Regions from separate parts of the Sus scrofa genome. Here all the other regions are linked to region 3. The links are chromatin contacts, called in public Hi-C and HiChIP or PLAC-seq maps. All regions are on one chromosome and are shown on one strand. The core of a region is the stretch at or near the end of the contact, and the rest is flanking DNA. Distances in the headings are between cores, read along the strand shown. Region 1 holds the start of TM4SF19 (transmembrane 4 L6 family member 19). Region 2 holds the start of FYTTD1 (UAP56-interacting factor). Region 3 holds the start of TNK2 (activated CDC42 kinase 1).

What was found. Hi-C and Micro-C count contacts between places; a contact is called where the count stands out from the background. HiChIP or PLAC-seq counts read pairs in DNA pulled down with a chosen protein or histone mark.
Region 1: an H3K27ac HiChIP or PLAC-seq map of alveolar macrophages shows a contact between it and region 3. The contact joins the promoter of TM4SF19 here to the promoter of TNK2 in region 3. A contact is called at or near these places in 1 of 5 promoter capture datasets (fetal liver), 1 of 47 Hi-C or Micro-C datasets (skeletal muscle) and 1 of 2 datasets of contacts at active chromatin or transcription factors (alveolar macrophages).
Region 2: a contact with region 3 is called in a Hi-C map of liver, with 2.5 times the contacts expected there. The contact joins the promoter of FYTTD1 here to the promoter of TNK2 in region 3. A contact is called at or near these places in 2 of 5 promoter capture datasets (fetal skeletal muscle and liver), 4 of 47 Hi-C or Micro-C datasets (brain, embryonic fibroblasts, liver and 1 more) and 2 of 2 datasets of contacts at active chromatin or transcription factors (alveolar macrophages and skeletal muscle).

Annotation. Positions count from the first base shown.
Region 1 is chr13:133,757,886-133,760,585 of Sscrofa11.1, forward strand. It overlaps TM4SF19 (transmembrane 4 L6 family member 19), which reads left to right and starts at 1,260. Exons shown (of 6, transcript XM_013991129.2): 1 at 1,260-1,902. The coding sequence starts at 1,718.
Region 2 is chr13:134,362,279-134,364,978 of Sscrofa11.1, forward strand. FYTTD1 (UAP56-interacting factor) reads left to right here and starts at 1,368. Exons shown (of 9, transcript XM_003358772.4): 1 at 1,368-1,606. The coding sequence starts at 1,504. It also overlaps a transcript of RUBCN not described here.
Region 3 is chr13:134,080,830-134,083,658 of Sscrofa11.1, forward strand. TNK2 (activated CDC42 kinase 1) reads left to right here and starts at 1,437. Exons shown (of 13, transcript XM_021070192.1): 1 at 1,437-1,912. It also overlaps the pseudogene LOC106505774.

The DNA.
Region 1 (2,700 bases), core at 10-2,509, 320 kb before region 3:
TTCATTTGTATCATTTTTTTAAGATTCCATATATTAGTGATCTCATGATACTTGTCTTTCTCTGTGTGGCTTACTTAGTATGATAATCTCTAGGTCCATCCATGTTGCTGCAAATGGTATTATTTCATTCTTTTTCATGGCTGAGTAATACTCCACTGTACCACATAATGGTATAATATATGTCACATAATATGTACCATATCTTTCTTTATCCATTCATCTGTTGATGAACATTTAGGTTGAAGCTAACCTAATATTTATTTTATTTGCTGTAATTATGTTTTTTTTTTTTTGTCTTTTGTCTTTTTTGTTGTTGTTGTTGCTATTTCTTGGGCCGCTCCCGCGGCATATGGAGGTTCCCAGGCTAGGGGTCTAATCGGAGCTGTAGCCACCGGCCTACGCCAGAGCCACAGCAACGCAGGATCCGAGCCTCGTCTGCAACCTACACCACAGCTCACGGCAACGCCGGATCGTTAACCCACTGAGCAAGGGCAGGGATCGAACCCGCAACCTCATGGTTCCTAGTCGGATTCATTAACCACTGCGCCACGACGGGAACTCCTGTAATTATGTTTTAAAGATCTAAGGAGATAACTTGTAAATGTGATTTATAAGGTTAATAAATGTTTCTTCTTATTATATAGCTTTGTGAATCCTCAGCCTAGTATCTTCTACAAAAATTCAGTTCTCTGGGGAGACACAAGAATTTGTTTGGGTTCTAAATGATTTCTTTTTACCATGAAAATGAAAACTGGATCCTATTTAATGAACTTTTCAAAAGTTGTTTACCAGATTTTGTGTCAGGCACATATACCTCTGCAAACATGGAAACTTCATACAGAGAAAGCAGCTCATATGCAATTTAAAAGAATATAATAACTAATTATATATATTCATCAAAGGTTTTCTCAGTATTGCTTTCTTTCTTTCTTTCTTTCTTTCTTTCTTTCTTTTTTTTTTTTGACTCTTTTGCCTTTTCTAGGGATGCTCCCTAGGCTTATGGAGGTTCCCAGGCTAGGGGTCTAATCGGAGCTGTAGCTGCAGGCCTATGCCAGAGCCACAGCAACGCGGGATCCGAGCCGCGTCTACAACCTACACCACAGCTCACGGCAACACCAGATCCTTAACCCACTGAGCAAGGCCAGGGATCGAACCCGCAACCTCACGGTTCCTAGTCGGATTTGTTAACCACTGAGCCACAACAGGAACTCCTGAACCGGATATTCAATAGGAGCTTGTCAAAAGTGGGGGGTCACAGATCACCCATGCGGAGCACCCAAAAATGCTCAACAATCTGGTGTGGCTGTGGTATGAGATGGTGGTGGCCTGGAGCTTGAATAAAAAGGTTAGAAGACTAGTAAGGGAACCACAGCTAAGAGCAAAGTAAGGAAGATAATAAGGAAAAAAATGATGGCTGCTCTGCCCAGTGCTGTTTTTCCAAAGAGCCCAGATTCTACCGTGAGTGAAACAGATACGGGCAGCTGGTATGTGGGAAAAAAATGTTGTGGCTTGGGAAAGAAGGGAGGATAAAGTATTTCTCATGGGTGCATCCTCTGATTCATTAAGGCATCTTAGTTCACGAGACCATGCCTCCTGGTTCCTTCCTTAGAAGATCACATGAAAATGAGCAGAGAGTGGGTCATCAGGAGAGGGCTCTCCAGGAAGAAGAAAGCTCCTTTGATGGAGGCCTGTGGGCAGTGAGTGGTGTTGGGCAAGCATGCCCACACACACCCGCCTGGGTGACCTCCACATATATACAGCGTCTCCCTGGCCCTCCCTAGGAGTCCTGAAAGAGCAGCCTCCAGTCCAGCTCTGCAGGAACCCCAGCTGGGGCCACAGGTGTGCAGGCCCACTCCTCCCAGGTTCTTTCTCTCCCATCCTGCTTCTTGCTGCTGGATGCAGGTAAGCAAAAATGGAACTGCCCAGTGAGGGGATGGCCAGGGAATAGTGGAGCCTAGCAGTTAAGAGCACAAACGTCCCACTCAAAGGTGACCTGGCTCAGCCACTGAGCAGCTGTGTGACTTCAGGCAATTCATGCAATGTCTCTTTGCCTCAGACTGTCAACGTTCGGCCTTAACGCATGCTTAGAATACTTTTCTCTTCCTCTCTTTGCCCGTCTATTGTCTTGTCGTCAAGTTTTAGCTCAGACAGCCCTTCTTCCAAGAGGCTCTGCCTTGCTTCTGCCGACAAGACTAGGCAACTCTCTGGGTGCTTCCATCACACCTTCAGTTGGATACAGTTCTTCTGGGCACTTGCTAGGGGCGTGGTTAGTGTCCCCTCCAGATTTTAAGTTCCTCAAGGCAAGAGATTGTCCCTGATTCACCAGAGTGAATAGTGCCTGGCAGATAGTGGTCCCTTAATATTTATTTGACTGATGAAAGAATGATAAAATGCTGGCTTGGTGATGAGGTGGAGAGACATACAGAATTTGCAGTCTCTTCCTCCATATGACTTAGCTGATCACTTAAACTGTTGCCTGGGAGTTCCCATTGTGGTGCAATGGAAGCAAACCCCGACTAGTATGCATGGGGACTCGGGTTTGATCCCTGGCCTTGCTCAGTGGGTCAAGGAACCGGTGTTGCCATGAGCTGAGGTATAGGTCACAGACACGGCTCGGATTCCTCATGGCTGTGTCTGTGGTGTACGCTGGTGGCTACAGCTCCAATTCAACCCCTAGCCTGGGGAACTCCATATGCCGTG
Region 2 (2,700 bases), core at 118-2,617, 280 kb after region 3:
ACATATATTTAGTTTAACTACTTGCTTTGAAGATGAGTAGGAGGCCCAGACACTCTCCCAAGTTCACAAGGTGAATAGCTCAATTGAGTAAAAAGGTACCACTTAATAAAACCAAGGTCTCTCTTGTACATCTATACAATCCAGTTCCCTAGTTTTTAACAGTAGGGAGAGGGGTGGCAACTACAGAGTGGAATAGTAGTAAAATCAAGCACATTGTGCTAAGAGCATACACGCTACTCTCCTTGACATGCTGAATATTGTTCTTGGGTCTTTTTGAGTCCAAACATTCCTCTCCCATTTAAGTGTCTTGTACCCCTTCAAAGGTGCCCCTTCAGCTGATTCACGCTTCTCTTATGGTGTATTTGAGTCTTGGGCGAAAAATAAGTACAGCCTATTGTGGGTTTGAGATACTTTAGGTCACTGGTTCATTTCTATGCAAAAAGAAATTTTAGGAAGTGGAGAGGGGGAAGGTTGCAGAGATTCCTAAATGACCAGAATACTTGACCCTGATTTTTTCCCAAGATGCAAATGTCTTAGATATTTAAGCTCCTCTGAGGATGATATAACCAAAATACGTCCACACAAGCAGGGTTACTTTAGAGGAGAAGGAGGTAAAAAGAGAGGGAATATCACGTTTTGTCAATAGGAGGAAAAAGTTGTTATGCAGGAATTCATCAAATATTAAGAAATTTTCCTAAAGAGATGATTAGGGGGAAAAAAAAGAATCTTCCTATCAATTCTCAACGCAAATGAATTAGAGAAAAACGCAGCCAAATAAACAGAAGTACTTACCCCTCTCCCAAAGGAAGGTGAGGTCTTATTAAGATAGCCAGTACCATGCAAAATGTTTTGAGAGTGCCAGCTGAGAAGTGGTACAGATATGGGAAACGTTAGCATTTACTTTTATTAGTGTGGTGACGCAAGAATTATCAGTGCAGTCTTTGCTTTGTGTCCAGACGTGGCGACTCCACAAGCTGCAGGTAGAAGAGCTGGCCAGGGAGAGGGGAGCTAGAACGCAGTTCTGCCACCCACACTCGCAGGGTCTGTTTTGCCTCCGAGGCTGCATTGCAGTGGGTTGTGAACATTCGTGTGTACCAAAGCTTAGAGGGCATTTCTGTAGCAGGAAGGACTCGAAGGGCACAGAGGAACATGATCTCATTTAAGGCATGTGATTCTGAGGCGCTCAGGGTCCAACATAATTTGGGTAGCACGGCGAACTGCCGAAACAGCTGGCTGGCTAGTGGCCACCGCAGCGGCTGCAAGGTTTCCTCCCCTCCAGCAAGAGCCGCTAGGCGCGAGTCGCGTGGAAGGGGCCGCTCTCGCCCGCCACTCATCTCTGTGGTTCCTCCCCCAGCCCTCGGCCGCTGGTGGGAGGGGAGGACGCCGGCGGCACGCGTGCGCACTCCCTCGGTGCAGCTAGTCTGCGTGCGTGCGTGAGTGGGAGGTGACAGGCCTCAGCCTCTGGCCTTCTCCGCTGACTGCTCCTACGCGACGTCTCTAACCATGAACCGGTTTGGTACCCGGTTAATGGGGGCCGCGGCGACCCCGCCACCGCCGCCGAAAGCCCGCAGCAATGAAAACCTCGACAAAATTGATATGTCTTTGGGTGAGGAGCCGAGTCGGACCTTGTTGGAGCGGGAGGAGGTGTGGGTGGATCCAAGTACCGCGGTTGGTGGGGGAAGGGGCGGTCGGCCGCAGTTGTAGATCGAGTTTTCTTGCGGGTGGGCGGAACCAAGGAAGGGCTGATGGGGAACCCGGCGAGCGTTCGCTGGTGTTGGGGTCGGGCCTGAGGGCCTGGGGGTGGAGTGTCCCTTCGGCGGAGATGTGTCTGAAGGGGGCGGGGGCGCTTCGGGCCCGGAGCTTGGGAACGTCGAGGGGGGCGGACCCTCTTCGCCCCGGCGGGGCGCTACCACTCGCGGGTGACCCCGGCTCTTTGTGAGGGAAACCGGCAGGTTTCACCTCAGGCTTGTGCACTGTGGGCATTAGCGGGGGGGCGAAGGCAGGGGTCCGACGGAGCCATCCTTTCTGAGGAAAGCTCCTCGAGAGCCCGGCTGATTCGGTTAAATCCGTGCTTCCAGCGATGGGCTGGTTGGGCGTTTTCTGCGCCCGGGCCTACGGCCTGGCGCCAAATAGAAGCGTAAAGACGCCCCGAGATTTGGCCGTTTCTGACGGGCGCTTTGACGGAAAGGAACGATCGTTAGGAAGGCCTTCAGGTGGGGTATTAGGTAGTGCCTAGAAGAGCGCATTCTCCCCAGCCAGGCCTCCAAGTTAGCACGTTAGCGCAGAACGAAACGAAAACCAGGGTTGGGGAAACCAGATAAAGCGTAGAATCTAGAAAAGTGGGGTGGTTTGGTGGTGATTAGGTGAAAAGTAGGAAGACTGGCGATTCAATTAAAAATTTAGACCTAACACTATTGAGGCATCGGTCTTCTGTGTTTGCTTACTTGGTTTTAAAGTAATTCCGTTTTTGTCGGAATTTAGGTTATGGATTTGATGTATTAGCTTTGCCTGCCCTTTCTGTGGCCTCCAGTTTGTCGGTTTGTCGGATATTTGAAAAGTACCCGGCTTTTCCAAGGGCGGTATTTTTCTTTTCTTTTCTTTTGTGGTTTTTCTGCATAGTTCTTGGTCAAAAGTCAAGAACTCTTGGTTTCTATGATTGCCACAAGTTAGAACCCAATGTGTAAATCAAGCAAATCATCA
Region 3 (2,829 bases), core at 187-2,686:
CCCAAGAGGACACAGTGAGGAGGGAGGAAGTCCCCCTTTGCCTGGGACTCTTTCTACCTGTATACCCAACAGGAAGTGCCCCAGGCCTAAGCCTGTTATAGGCCTCTCCCTGGGCCCCAGGGAAAGAGTAGGGCCAGCCCAGGTTCATAAGCCTCTGGGCTGCTGCTGAGAGATTAGGACTAGAGTTCTCTGCAGTAAAACACTCACTGGATTGGGACCCTGGAAACTCTTCAATCCAGCCTTCTCATTTTGGAAAACAAGGCAACTGATGCCAGAGGGAAGTAATTTTTTATACTGTCAAATGGCAACTCAGCAGTAGCTGAACTACTTAGAATTCGAGACTCCTATTTCAGTGCTCCTCCGATAGGCCTGGTTGACTACATCTCTCAATGCGAACTCCTCCCTTCACCTCTTCTCCCTCTGCTCCACAGGAAGGTTCAAGCAGGACCTCTGGAGGGATGAAGCGGGAGCGGGAGCGGACTAGGGACCGGGGAGAGGGAGGCGTAAACTGGACAGGGCCCCTTAAGGGGGAGGGCCAACCCTTCGGGGCTCCGCCCCCCTGGGGCGGCGCAGGCGCAGGCGGGCTCCAGGAACTCCGGCAGGAGGGCGGGCGCTCCTGGCTCTCGGGCCGGCGCGCGGGGCCGCAGCACCTGCGGGGGCCGGCGCAGGGCGCTGCGCCCGGCGGGCGGACGTTGACGCCCAAAAGCTAGGGCTGGGGGCCGGGACCGGGACGTGGGAGCTGAGCGGGAGAGAACGCGGCCCCGCAGCCCCCTCCCCGGGGGACGGGGCGGAAGGAGGCGGGTGGGGGCCGTTGTAAGCGGGCGCGGAGGGCAGCACCATCTGGAGGGGCGGGACCGCGCGGCCTCTGGGGGGCAGGCGAGTGCGCTGGGCAGTGCCAGCGGGGGGTCCCAGGCGGGGCGCGCAGGAGGAGCGCGGCGGGCTTAGCCCGGCGCTGCCGGAGCAACAGCCGCAGCGGGTCGGGGTTCTTAGCTGGGGCCCGCAGCAGCTTCGCGGGCTGAAGCTCGGCGTGGAGGAGCAGGGGGGCGTGGGTCCGGTCGTGCAGGAGGAGGGCGGGGTGGGCCCGGGGGTGCAGGAGCGGGGCGGCCGGGGCCACGAGCCCAGCCTGGGGTGGTGTGGGGGCCGCCGGACGGCGCGGACTGGAGGAACCCTCCGCGGTGGACGGGCTCCGCGAGCTGGCCTGTGGTGCAGGAGGAGGGGCTGGGGCCCCGCAAGCAACACCAGGAGAAGGGGGGAGGCAGCCCCGCAGTGCAGGAGCGGGGGGAGGCCCGCACCGGGGTGCAGGAACGGGGGGAGGGGAGCCCACGCAGGCTGCTGCAGCAGCCCGAGCAGCTGTCCGAGTTCGGGGACCGCTCCTGGGAGCGCAGAGAGGAGCTTGAAAGTTCCGGAGAGCTGGGGGAGCAGAACTGGGAGAGCTGCGGGCATCTCAGACGGGAGGCAGTGGTCCTCGGAGCAGCCCCGGCACGACGCAGGAGACTGGAGGTGGTGGGGAGGGCCCGGCCAGTGGGGCCCCGGGGGCCTGAGGGAGAGGGACGCCTCGGGGTGCAGGAAGCAAATTGGCTGCCTGGGGTGCAGGAGGGGCAGGTGGTGCGGGCTGTCCAGGAAACATACTTGGACGGAAAGGGGTCTCAGGAGGGAGAAGAGCCCCCTGAGGGACACAGAATCCGGAGGCGCAGGAGGAGGAGAGGTGGTAACCCAGAGGCTGGCTGCTCAGCACCAGGGTCGGGCAGGGCCGAAGTGAGCGAAGAATGTAGGGGTTTGGGGAGTGGGCAGCAGAACCTCGGAGCTTTGGAAGCCACTGTCGGATAGCAGGCAGTGTCCTGCTGGGTCCTTTTCTGCCTCAGCCGGGTCATCATAGAAGCTGTGTCTGAAGAGAGCCAGTGGAAGGCAGCAGGTAAGGAAGCCCAGTTCTCTTCTCAGCTGGAATTATTGTGTTTGGAAGGAGGGGGCTGCAGTTATCTCAGGAGAACGTGGTCTCCAAACTGCCTTTTTTTATTTCTCGGTGTTTAAACCTGGCAAGGAAGGAAGCAGTGCAGTTTTCAACAGCAAGGCAGGACCCCTCCCCCCAGTACTGTATATGCCAACTGGAGTGATGGGACATTTCCTTAGAGTCTAGACTGGTGGCGAGACTGTCTGGGTGGCTGCCAGGCCTGGGCAGAGGAAGAGAGGAGTAGCCCCAGGCTGAGGCTGTAGAGGAGGTAGTCACCCCTTCACCAGTCTACCAGTGGAGGTAGGGGTGCCTCCATGCCATAGCTGGGGTGGTGCAATCAGCACAGGCTGCCTCAGGTCCTCAAAACACGTTCCAAAAAAGGGAAGGGGCAGCATTGCATTATGAGGACCTTATCTTGTAACCCTGTCGGCCACGTGAGCTGAGATATGAGTGTGGCAGCCAGTGACTTGGGCACGAGCCTGACCTGCTCCCGCCACACCTCTTGTCACATTTGATTAATACTGAGGGCCCAGAGCCAAGGATGAATAGTGGGCCAAAGGGCGAAGAGCTGCTGGTGGTGAGGACCACAACCTGAAAGTGTGGGAGAGGAAAGGGTATCTGCAGTGCTCAACTCTGGGCATCCTCTGTGGCTCAGACCCAGCCCACCCCCGTAGAGGTGGCCACATGGACAGCTGTGGCATTATGGGTTCCTTACCAGCCAGGGCCAGCTCCCAGCCCAGCTTAGAGGTGGGGCTTACAGGAGTGGGGGCTAAATTTGGCTTCCTCTTGACCCTCATGGCCTGGATGCCAAGCCTGTTCGCTCCTGCCCCATATGGGCTTGGTCGGCCACTTGTGGGCCTCATCTTCCTAGGGCTGTTCAC